Linked DNA regions of Columba livia: region 2 is linked to region 1. A link is a contact called in public Hi-C data. All regions are on one chromosome and are shown on one strand. The core of a region is the stretch at or near the end of the contact, and the rest is flanking DNA. Distances in the headings are between cores, read along the strand shown.

Region 1 (5,461 bases), core at 1,602-4,101:
TCAAGTCTTTTAGAAGAGCTCCTATTAGAGCACTTCAACATGATGCAGGAGATGTGATCTGCCTCCTCCAAGCAAAGGAAGGAATTGAACTTCAGCTTCATACATCCAGATGAATGCTTCAGCAATTTATTGGGTTTTTAAAGGTTTTAAAGCCCTCCCTTGAAAACAAGATGCTAGAATGCATATAAAAATGGGGAAAAATACACCTCTGTAGCTCTGAACAGCTAGATTTACAGCAGACCAGTGCTCTATTACTTCCCATTGATTACAAAATACTCCCCACTCAAGAGAGACAGACAAGACTTTTCAGCATTACTTAAATAGCTTAACATGGGATTCCAGATTCACCTTAAACCTTAACTACTGGAGTATCAGTTTTTAGGTTCTTACCTCCTGCTTTTGATCCAGTTCAAAACAACTCTTCTTGCCTAAATCTCATTTCTAAAGAGGATTTTTAGCTGCCAAGGCATTCAGCCACTTATTTTCATCAACTGGTACAATGAACTACCCAATATTATCAGCCTTCCTGACTCTGCTAACAAGAGAAAGCAAACTAAAGGAAGGAGAAATCAGTGCTGCAGGAGACTAGAAGTACTCCCATAACATGTGTGGCAATCTGATACAGCAGTGAAACAAGATCCTTTGTCATCAAAAGCCTCAGCTGTGAGTTCCCCAACACTAGCAAGCCCTGTTGTTATAACATCTCTATTATATGCATCCCAGAATAGAATAATCTGAATGCCTGCAGAATTTGTAGATTTTTTTTGAATTATTTTTAAGGCAGAATAATGAAAAACTAATAACTGAAACATTTGGGAATGAGGAAATATTACATTGTCACTGTTACCTGTTACTCCCCTTCTCTCCGCTGTCAGCCATGCCATTTCACCTTGAGTATCCAGCCTAATCACATATTGGGCTCTAACTTGGTATGCCTGTGCAATGTTGCTGGTGACCCTAAAATTTACATGTGACTGTCAGCATTATATGAAGCCTGTGAGATCTTGTAATTGTACCTTAGGATCTGATCTGGCTTGCAAAACCTGTGGCCACACACACACAAAAAGCCTGACACTGTATGGTCCTGAAGGGTTTGTGGTAAAAACCAATTTAAAAAAAAAAAATAGACTGTAACTGATGAAAGAAGTAGTGAATATTATAGAGGAATAAGCTCTGTTATATTACTATCAGTTTCCCAAGCTAGTTTTTCTATTAGGAGCTAATAGCTGGTTTAAGATAATATTTTGGCTGTCTTCCTTTCATTCTTCATTGACCTTCCTCATCATGCTAAAACTTGCTGTTTCCCGAATGATTTATCCATATTGATTTCACCCAGGTCTATGTTACAAAACAGATACCAGTGTAATTAGGACCATATCCTCATGAGTGCCAGCACCTAACACAACTGCATTTAATTAAGACAGAATGGGTTATTTGCTAAGCACTTTCATCAATTCACTTTATCTTACCTATTTAAGGGACTCATACTGCAGAAATGATGTCAGTTTTTAAATGAGTTAGGGTTACATGGGAAAAATAATGTATTTGTTTTAGTCTAATAGAGGGAAAAACTTTTTTATTTTCAGCTATGCTATTTACTGTGTTAAAATGGGAAATATTCAGTGTTTATAGTAGATATTACTAGTTAGTTCAGTAGGAAGCTATATTAACTTCTGTGTTATATAGAGCTTGTGGTCTGTTTGAGAAGCTTAATAGTACACAGGAACCTTAAATATTAAAAAGCAATTTTGAGAACTGCATTTAAACTTGCTGTAGAGATCCAGCCTTTTTGCACAGGGAGAACATGAATGTGATAGGGGAAAGATAAAAAAGAGAGATGGAAAGCAACGTTTATACCACAAAAACAAAATGCCACACAAGTGGCAGTTTAACAGCATTTCTCTCCCCAGTTTCAACCCACTTCCTATTACCGAAGTGTTCAGTGAGTTGCTAGAGGTCAGGAGCAGCTGTGATGACAGGTGGCAGCAAGTGGGGCAGCCAGCTCTGCCCAGCTGCACCGGCCCAGAGCCAAGGCCGCGCCTCATTCCCGACTCACGGTTAGGAGCTCACCTACCGCAGCCTAGGAGAAGTAATAAATCTGCGGTCTAGGCCAGACTCAGCAGTCAGCTGAAGAGGTAGAGAATGCGAGAGGCAGAAAGTTCATGCTCTGGCCTGCCTGCCATGCCCTGCTAAGGGGACGTTCGGAGAGGAGCGGTTTGGGAATGGCTCGTACACAAGATGGGAGGCTCCCAGCCCACACAACCCGCTGGCCTAACCGCCCTGGGGCAGTCCCCACAGCCGCTATCCAGCTACGCAGCCAGGGCTGGGTCTTTGGCTGAGGAGAAGGTCGACTGTCTCCCTGCGGCGGTTGGCGACACAGGCCTGAGGCAGTGACGCCGCTCAGGGAGCAGCAGCTCCTCGCGCGGCCTCCAGGCGGCGCCACGCCGCCGCGGGGAGGACCGGGGGCGGGAATCCTTGGTGTTTTATGCTGAGGAAAAAGTACGTGCCTTGTACACGGCAGCTGAGAGACCTCCCCAGAGCGCGGGCTTTTCAGCGCCCGGAGCCGTTGCACTTTTCCACCCTGGGGGTTTTTACCTCGGGAGCGCTTGGAACCGCCCCGGGTAGACCTCGGTCCTGCCTCAGCGCCAGGCGATACCATCTCACGGGGGGGGGAAGGAGGAGGCGTGAGGGGAGGTAGCCTCGTTCCTTTCCGGCGCAACGGCAGAAAGGGGGTTGCTGGAGGATGGTACGCTCCTCGTCAGGCTAGGTGCCCAAGGACTCCGCCTCATGTTTGTCCACTTCCTCTGCTTCCCCCCCCTACTTCTCCGCGGTAAGTGGGAGAGGCGAGGCACCACCCCAGCGCCTGCGCGCTGAGCGCGGACGATCAGTGTCAGAGGGGATGGACGAGACGGCGGAGCCCGGCGCGGGCCGGGCCAGCGCTGAGGCGGCAGCGATGGCGGAGGGCGACAGCGAGAGAAGCAATGGTGTCGCCGAAGGGGAGGCCGCCGCCGCCGCCACTGCTGCTGCTGCATCGTCAGCGCCGTGCTCCCCTCTGGCGGCCACTGGGGGCGAGGGCGGCGGCGCGAAGCCGCTGAGCGCGGCGGAGTACGCGCGGCGTGTGCACCAGTGGCTCTGGGACTCGTACTGCGGGTACCTCAGCTGGCAGGGCTGCCTGCCCGCCCTCCTCGCCGCCGCCTCCGCCGCGCCGCCCTGCGCCGCCGGCCCCCCTCGCGTCCCCGCGCCGCCGCCACCGGTCTCCCCACCGCCGGGAGCGGCCGCCGCTGCTGCCTACTACAGCCCCTTCTACCTCTTCGCTCCGGCGCCGGCCCACACAGCCACCGCCGGGCCGGGGCCCCGCGCCGCCGCAGCCGTCCCCACCCCGGCTTGGCCGGCAGCGGCGGGCAGATTGGCCTCCGTGCCCAGGGCGGCCTCCGGCAGCGCCACCGGGACCAGCGGCAGCGGCGCCCCCAGGGAGACGGGGCGGCCGGCAGGTGAGTGGGGGCGGGCGGGGACTGATGTAAGGGGGCGGCCGGCCTGGCCCTTGTTACCCATGGGGAGGCGGGTGGCGGCCGTGCGGGGTGGGCGGGGAGCGGAGGCGTCGCCCCCGCTGCTGCCCCCCTCGGCCTCGACGGGCCCCTCCGGCTCCGTTCTAGGCAACGCTATTGGGAGAAGGAAGTTTGGGGGAGGGGTTTGCGAGGTTGGGGGTCGCTGCGTCTTTGTGGGCTGCAGAGCTGGGCGTGTAGCCGTGCCTTGTGGAAGCTGGCAGCCCAAACACCAGTCTCTAAATCCATAATTCTAATCCGTAAGCGGGTTTGAGAGGATTGACCTGTACGTACTTCTTACAAGTTTAGTGTTTGTGGCGTGTTTTCGTAGATGTGAAGGAGTTTACTTTTTATTTTTCCTTGCGAGGCTTGGTGTTGTGGTGACAGGCTTGTAATACATCTAGCTTTATAAGTAGCCTGTTTCAGTGGTGAAATATAAACTCATTTTATCAGTTTTAGTGGACTCTTTGTGCTCAAATAATTTTATTTGATGAAACAGAAGTAGAGAAGTAAAAACGTGCTTACATTCAACAAGCTGGTGGCAGGACCTGAAATAAACAAAAGTCTGTTAGGGCTACAAATATTGAATACTGTACATAGCAGTGCTTCTGTTTATGTTTGTTTGGAGATAAGACAGTCTTGCTCTGATCACATCAGAGAGAAAACCTGGAGCACAAACGTTTCTTGACAGGTTGAGGGGCACCTAGTTGAGATTCCCTGAAGGTAGCACCTTGGATAATGGTAGAAAACCGTTGAGCAAAACACTGATGCACTTCGGAGAAAAGCCAGATCTCCTTTCTTTCTTTCTGGAGGGCAGACTACAGCGTTACCGATCTGTGACGTTATTTATAAGCTCGGTGGCTGGGTGTGAGGTGAGGATGTTTTTAGTTGCTTTTTCTTTCTTTTGAAGGGAATCTAGCTTCTGAACTCGCTTCTTTCTTGTGTTTTTGAGCACGTGCTCTTTAAATAAGGTTGTAACACAAAGCAGTGTTTTCTTTAATTGTGCCCTGATTCTGGGTTACGGATTGGTTTTAAACAGATATTGCCAGTCATTGGAAAAGAGGATATGTACAAAGGCTAGACTGAAATTCTTAGGGTTTTTTTTGTTTGTTTGTTTGTTGTAATCCTAGTTCTTCAGGAACTAAAACCCTGTGTTAAAGGTAATTCGGGGCAGGAATAGCATTTTGTGCTGCTGAACATAGTTCTTCTGAATGTTAAATACTGCTGCAACACCAGGCCTTCTGAAGGGAACTCAGTGTGATATAGTGATACGATACAATTACAAATGAAGACTGTCGTACTGGTGCTTTGGCTCCAGATGGCACATGGATGTATGTGGAGTAACTAAAGCAATTATGGCTCCTTCTTTTCTGCTGCAGATTATTGCCCACACAGCAGGCTTGGCAGGGCGGGTCATGTGTCTGTTCCTACGTCACTGCAGTTCACAGCCCAGTGTGTTTACCTAAACTGAAATAAGTGACAGCTTGCGTTAATGTGACAGATTTTAAACTGGGATGTCAAAAAGTGGAATGGGTAACTGCCTCTTCCAGTTCAATCTGCCTGCAGGTGGGTGTCAAAGCACCAGAATTAACAGCACTCTGGGCAGTAGCAGGCTTTTTGTGGAAGGTGATCATGATTTAAGAACATCCTTTTGCCCCTCCTTGCCTCACTGGAGGAGATTACTGCTCTTCTGCTGGGAACAGTGGAACAGAATGTGTGCTCAAGCCTCACCTGCTCTGCCTGGTGCGAACCCATCTTTACTGCTACTTTAATGCCTAGACTTTGAGCTGAGATGGATGTGTGTTGCATTTGGCTGTCCCTGCTGCACACATAGTAGCTCCTGGCAAAATAATGGATTTCTGATACAAGGAACATCTCAGATCACTGCAATGGAACTCTGCCAGTCTAAGGCTTACCAA
Region 2 (5,461 bases), core at 1,172-3,671, 200 kb after region 1:
AGAGATTCCATCAATAGGAATAAAGATACTTTATGTCCCCAGGCAAAGGAAAATAAAGTCATAATTTGATTTATGAAAATGTAAAATTTCTGAAATGAAATATTTAAGTGATGTGTAATATTTAAGTAAACCTGTGTGCTTTGCAACATCAATTTACAGCATGTAGAGTCATTTAGCCATTTTTTGGTGTAGGTGGATGTAAAAGGGCAGTTACAAAGAAATAAGGCTGCTAAAGTAAAAAAGTCTAACTCTGTGTACGATTTTATTTCTAGAAAAATAGGTTAGCCATCTTTTTTTCACTGTGTGCCACCACATAATAATCACTGTAGTCATTAGCTGTTCATGCTAAGCCTATGCTTATGTTCTGAAAAGTCTTGAATTATATTATTTAATTCATTTCCTGATGACCTAAATATAATGCCGGTAGTCGTACTGACAACTGAATTTGGTTGGGATCCCACAATAACCTATTATCTATACGTTACAAACTGCTTACAGACACCATTAAGAAAATCTGTGTGCACAAGTAACATGATTAAGAAGCTTTCTATATGTGGGGTTTAGAAACTTTACTAGAGGGAGTGCATTAATTTTATTGTTTTTCAGGGTAGGTATAGTTTTTATGCTATTTTTCTATGCAGCTACATCTTTCAGACCCTAATTTTGATTAGGAACTTTTAGCAATGCCATAATTGCTAACATTAATGTAATGCAAATCCATAGCACAGTGTCTGGTAGCTCAACTGCTTAAAATATTTCTGTACCTGCTGTACAATGAATTACTGCTAAAATAAATAGTAGTACCTTCAGCCTTTTCTAAAGCACCACTATAGCTGCATAATATATCTTGATAAGGCAAAAAATGAATAACTAAAAGTCATAAGAGATTTCATTGACTTTCACTTGCTGTTTTCTGGATCTAATGATACTGATTAGCTCCCAACAGCACCAAAAAGATCTCATCCAGAGACAAGTGCCATCTATCGAGAAAAGATGTATTTGAGGTGAAGCAGCCAAGAATGACAACAAATGGCACCAGCCTGCCATCTGCTGCTGTACAGAATTACTTCAAGAAGCATATTTGCCAGGTCTTGCACTGACTCAACAGAAACATTCCTGTGTCAATTTGGTTCAGCAAAAGCGTGACCATTCTGCAGCAGTGTCCTTTCCCCTTAGCATTTCAAAAGCGTTGGGCAAGGTTAAAATAATGGCATGTTCTGTGCATTTGAAAATAGGCCACTTAACCTACACAGTTGTCTTGGAGGGCGCTTTGAAATCCTGCTGGTGCTAACTCAGGTGTTTGATGGTCTTGTTCAAGCTTCTGCCCCTGGAAAGAGACCATGAGCTGAAAACTCAGCTATTAAAAGCAGCTGCCTAGTCCTTGCAAACCTGCAGTTACTGGCTGGCAAGATCTCAAAGATCTGAACCCCCCCCACACCATCTAAAAAAACTAACCAAACAAATAAAATGACACATTTGATGTCCCATGATTTTGGCAGCATGGGTTGATTTTTGAGTGTCAGCTTCCAACAGTGAGATCTAGGTCCTCAGATTATTCCTTTTGAGGGGTGGGAGTTTTGGCATCAAGTATTTTGCTCGCATGTGTCAGAATAAATCTTGGTTTTGGAAAATGCATTTAGCTTCCTAGAGATTATTATAAGTAAAATATCCCGAAGTGTCACAGTGGGTGAGCCAAAATGCCAAGCATACCAATTGTAGTAAATAATACAGTACAGGCAATATCATTCTTTGCTATTTTTCAGGGCCTTGGCATTAAAGGAGTTATTCCTTTATTGACAAGCATTATCAGTGGGTCTTGCACAGAACTGTACTTTTTGGATCACTGCTCCATATAATTCCATACTGGGCACAGCTGGTTCTGCTATAACACCCAGACTTCTGGTGTCACCTTGAGACAGGGGTATGAGAGATGCTGTCATTTTCCTCTGGCAGGCCTCAGTACAGAATCATAGAATGTCCTGAGTTGGAAGGGACCCACAAGGATCATGGAGTCCAACTCCTGTCCCTGCACAGGACAACCCCACAGGTCACACCATGTGTCTGAGGACATTGTCCAGTCTCTTCTTGAACAATGTCAGGCTTGGGGCCATGACACCTCCCTGGGGAGCCTGTTCCAGTGCTCCATCACCCTCTGGGGGAAGAACCTTTTCCTCATGTCCAACCTGAACCTCCCCTGGCACATCTTCCTGCCATTCCCTCGGGTTCTGTCACTGGTCGCTAAAGAGACCAGCGCCTGCCCCTCCTCCTCCCCTTGTGAGGAAGCTGTAGCCCCATGAGGTCTCCCCTCAGTCTCCTCCAGGCTGAACAAACCCAGTGACTTTAGCCGCTCCCAAAACTGTCTCATGAAACGCGGAGGAAAAACGAGCGACAGCCCGCTCAGAGATGAGGGACAGCCCTCCCCAACACTCCGCCTCCACAGCCGCCGGGGCGGGACGCAGCCTGCGCATGCGCCCCAGCCGCTCTCATGTCCTCGCCATGGCCGGGCCAGCCTGCTGTAGGTGCTGGGGGGCGGTGGTGGGGTGGTGTCTGTCACCGGCTCCGCTCGCATCCCTTTCCCAAGCCCCTGCCCATTCCCAGGGCCCCGCGGTTGCCTTCGCTCACGGGATGGCGGTGGCGCGGCCTCCTGGCTCTCCGCTACCCGCCACCCCGTCTCGCCACCCTGACCACCCCCCCGCGGGGGCTCCGGCGGAACCCTCAGCCCCGCAGGGTGTGTGTGGGGCTCTGTCTGCCCCGCCTTGCCCACAGGAGCGGGATTCCCCTGTGTGTGTGTGGGGAGAAGGGCAGTCGCCAGCTGGCGGTGTGATTCCCGGGGGGGGGAGCGATCCGGTGCCCGGGTGTATCCGGGTGTGGCCGCTGTGGTGGCCGAGGGGGTGGGGGAGTTAGGCCAGGGCGGTGCTGCGCGGCCCGCGGAGGCCGGGCCCAGAGCTGAGCTTAGTCTGTGCGCGGGAAGGGCCTGCTGTGAATTGGCGGAAGCGTATTGGCATCGTGTCTGCCTCTCTACTATTGTACATATCATTGCTGATATTAAAATCACCTGGTATGAGATTTAATAATATGATGAAAAGTGCCGTTAAGACCAAAAATGCATTAATTTTTCAAAGCAAGATGAGTTAATTGTACTTTTCCATACAGAATGCTTGAAGTGAGCTGGCTGGGGATTTATTTTACCCCTTCCTTTTTCCAGTGTATTGACACTATGTGTGAATATTAGAGCAGTGGTTGCCTAACGTGAAAATATATATCTCCTAAATTTGGAGGGAGAGAAGAAACAGTATTCCTTCTTTTTTCCACTGAGAAAATATACTGCTGGTATAGTGATAGTTTAAAATTATTAATATAGCATTCATTTCTTACAGATCGTACTGTTATTTTTCAAATGGTATTTATTGTTTCTCTTCTGTGACTCTACTATCAGCTTTCCACAAGTGGTACGGGCTGTTTTCTATGTAGCATGTATTCATATTTATAAAATTTCAAGTATTTTAAATGTAGTTAAGTGCCTATAGCATCAAAAATCTGCTTTTAGATGTGGCTGCAACGTGAGTAGTAAACCCTAAAATGCACAATACGTGAACATCACAGTCATTTTCATAAGGATATTGCACACCTGGAATGTCTTGCAAGTAATACAAATGTTTTTTCTGTGTTTTTGAGATAGTTTTTGACCTATCTCAGAAAGCATTAATTCAGTCCTTTGCTGGTTTACATTTTTCTGTCTGGTCTTGGCCCTGCTCCTACAAAGCACTATAAATTGACTTAATTTGAAAGGCAAATAAGCCTAGTGGATATACAAATTTAAATTGTGCATTTTTTGCAAAATGGCCTTTGTTTATAGCTGCAAATGCTTTGCTCCTTTGATTCAGCAAGGAACAGAAGAATTTAACTAGAAAAGCTTTTAAATGCATCATTCACCTGGTGTTTCTCACTCAAATTACTTTTCTCCAAATTTTGCTGCTTTCGCTGGGCATGAAAGTTAAGATTATATTTAGTCCTTTGAGTTGCAAACCAGAAGTTTCTCATATTTGCAGACCTGCAGAGTAGACAGAATTGATATTTAGAAGGGTGAACTGAATTGAAATGTCAGTTACATTTGTTCTGAAACATAGAGTACTCACTGCAATTTACCATTGTTTCCAGTACAGGGATGAGGTACTAATTTATTTTTTTTTTTAGTACTGGACTAAAAAGCTCAAGACTGTGGCTGTTATAGAACCTGATAAAAATGTGAACTTTTAATTCAAATCTACAACTTAAGAACAAGCCTACATATCTAGCCGTATTCTTTCCTGTAACCTCTGTGCTACTGAGGCCAACATTGGCTTGTCCTTGCTTCTGGTTGCCTTGACTGGTGAGTATGAAACCTGGTGAATTTACTTATCTGTGTAACAGTTGTAGGGTTTCTGTACCCAAAATTTTGTCAGACTCTTAACTGTATTTTTTTGTGTTGGTTTTGAAAAGACGTAAAAGACTAAGTGTCTCTCCAGCATTTTTGGGAAACTTTTTTAAAAATAGTATAATTTATTTCAGGATTAACTTTTTTTTTTTTTTTAATCCCTGTGTTTCATTTGGAACTTGGATAACTTTAGACCTAGTTTAGACTCAGTTATTTTTATGATGGTCTGTGTTAGCATATGATAAAATCTTGGAAGATTTTAATATTCTGTAGGGTTTATTAATACTATAGAGACATATGCAATTGACTTTTATTGGTGTGCAAAAGTACTTGACCTTAACACAGTAGAATGCATTCTTGTAAGACTTAAGGAGGATTACTGTTTCTCCAGAAGGAATCAGTCATGGCTGACGACTCTCAGAGAAACTTCCGCTCAGTGTATTATGAAAAAGTGGGGTTTCGTGGAGTTGAAGAAAAGAAGTCACTGGAAATTCTGTTAAAAGATGACCGATTGGGCAAGTTGATTTCACTGTTTCTTCCATTACTTTGGTCATTTGAGGCTGGGAAGGGAATAATAGAAGATGTTTAGCTGCTGTGCTTAGTATTCATTTAAGCTATGCATCTTTTACCACTAATCTCTGAGTTATTACTAGCAGTCCTTTGAGTTTCAAAGATCTGAAAGACTGAAAACTATTAAAAGATTTGTCTGCTTGCTTCTTTTTTTTTTTCTTCTATCATTCTTTGTACCCAAGAACCTTAAAGTTTTTTAATGAAAGCTGTTACAATCTGAAAATATATAATCTCATGCTGTTAATTCCGTCTAACCTCAAAACAATTTTGTTAATGCTGTTGGTCCCTGAGGAGTGCCACATGTCTAACAGAACAGAAAGAGGAATCTTGTCCCTTTAACAAAGCCCTTAATTGTTTTGACATAGCAGCACGATTTACAAAATGTGTATAGAAATGATACAGTTTATTCCTGGTGAATTCTAGTGTAGTTTAATTTTAAATCAAGCCAATGTATATGTTTTTCAAAGTTGTTGCAGT

The links. Hi-C and Micro-C count contacts between places; a contact is called where the count stands out from the background.
Region 2: a contact with region 1 is called in a Hi-C map of crop, with 4 times the contacts expected there. The contact joins the promoter of TBC1D7 here to the promoter of FAM8A1 in region 1. A contact is called at or near these places in 2 of 2 Hi-C or Micro-C datasets (crop and liver).

What each region holds. Positions count from the first base shown.
Region 1 is chr2:69,005,293-69,010,753 of bColLiv1.pat.W.v2, forward strand. It overlaps FAM8A1 (family with sequence similarity 8 member A1), which reads left to right and starts at 2,852. Exons shown (of 5, transcript XM_065052381.1): 1 at 2,852-3,491. The coding sequence starts at 2,900.
Region 2 is chr2:69,209,553-69,215,013 of bColLiv1.pat.W.v2, forward strand. It overlaps TBC1D7 (TBC1 domain family member 7), which reads left to right and starts at 2,422. Exons shown (of 9, transcript XM_021301333.2): 1 at 2,422-2,515; 2 at 4,195-4,369; 3 at 4,809-4,929. The coding sequence starts at 4,818.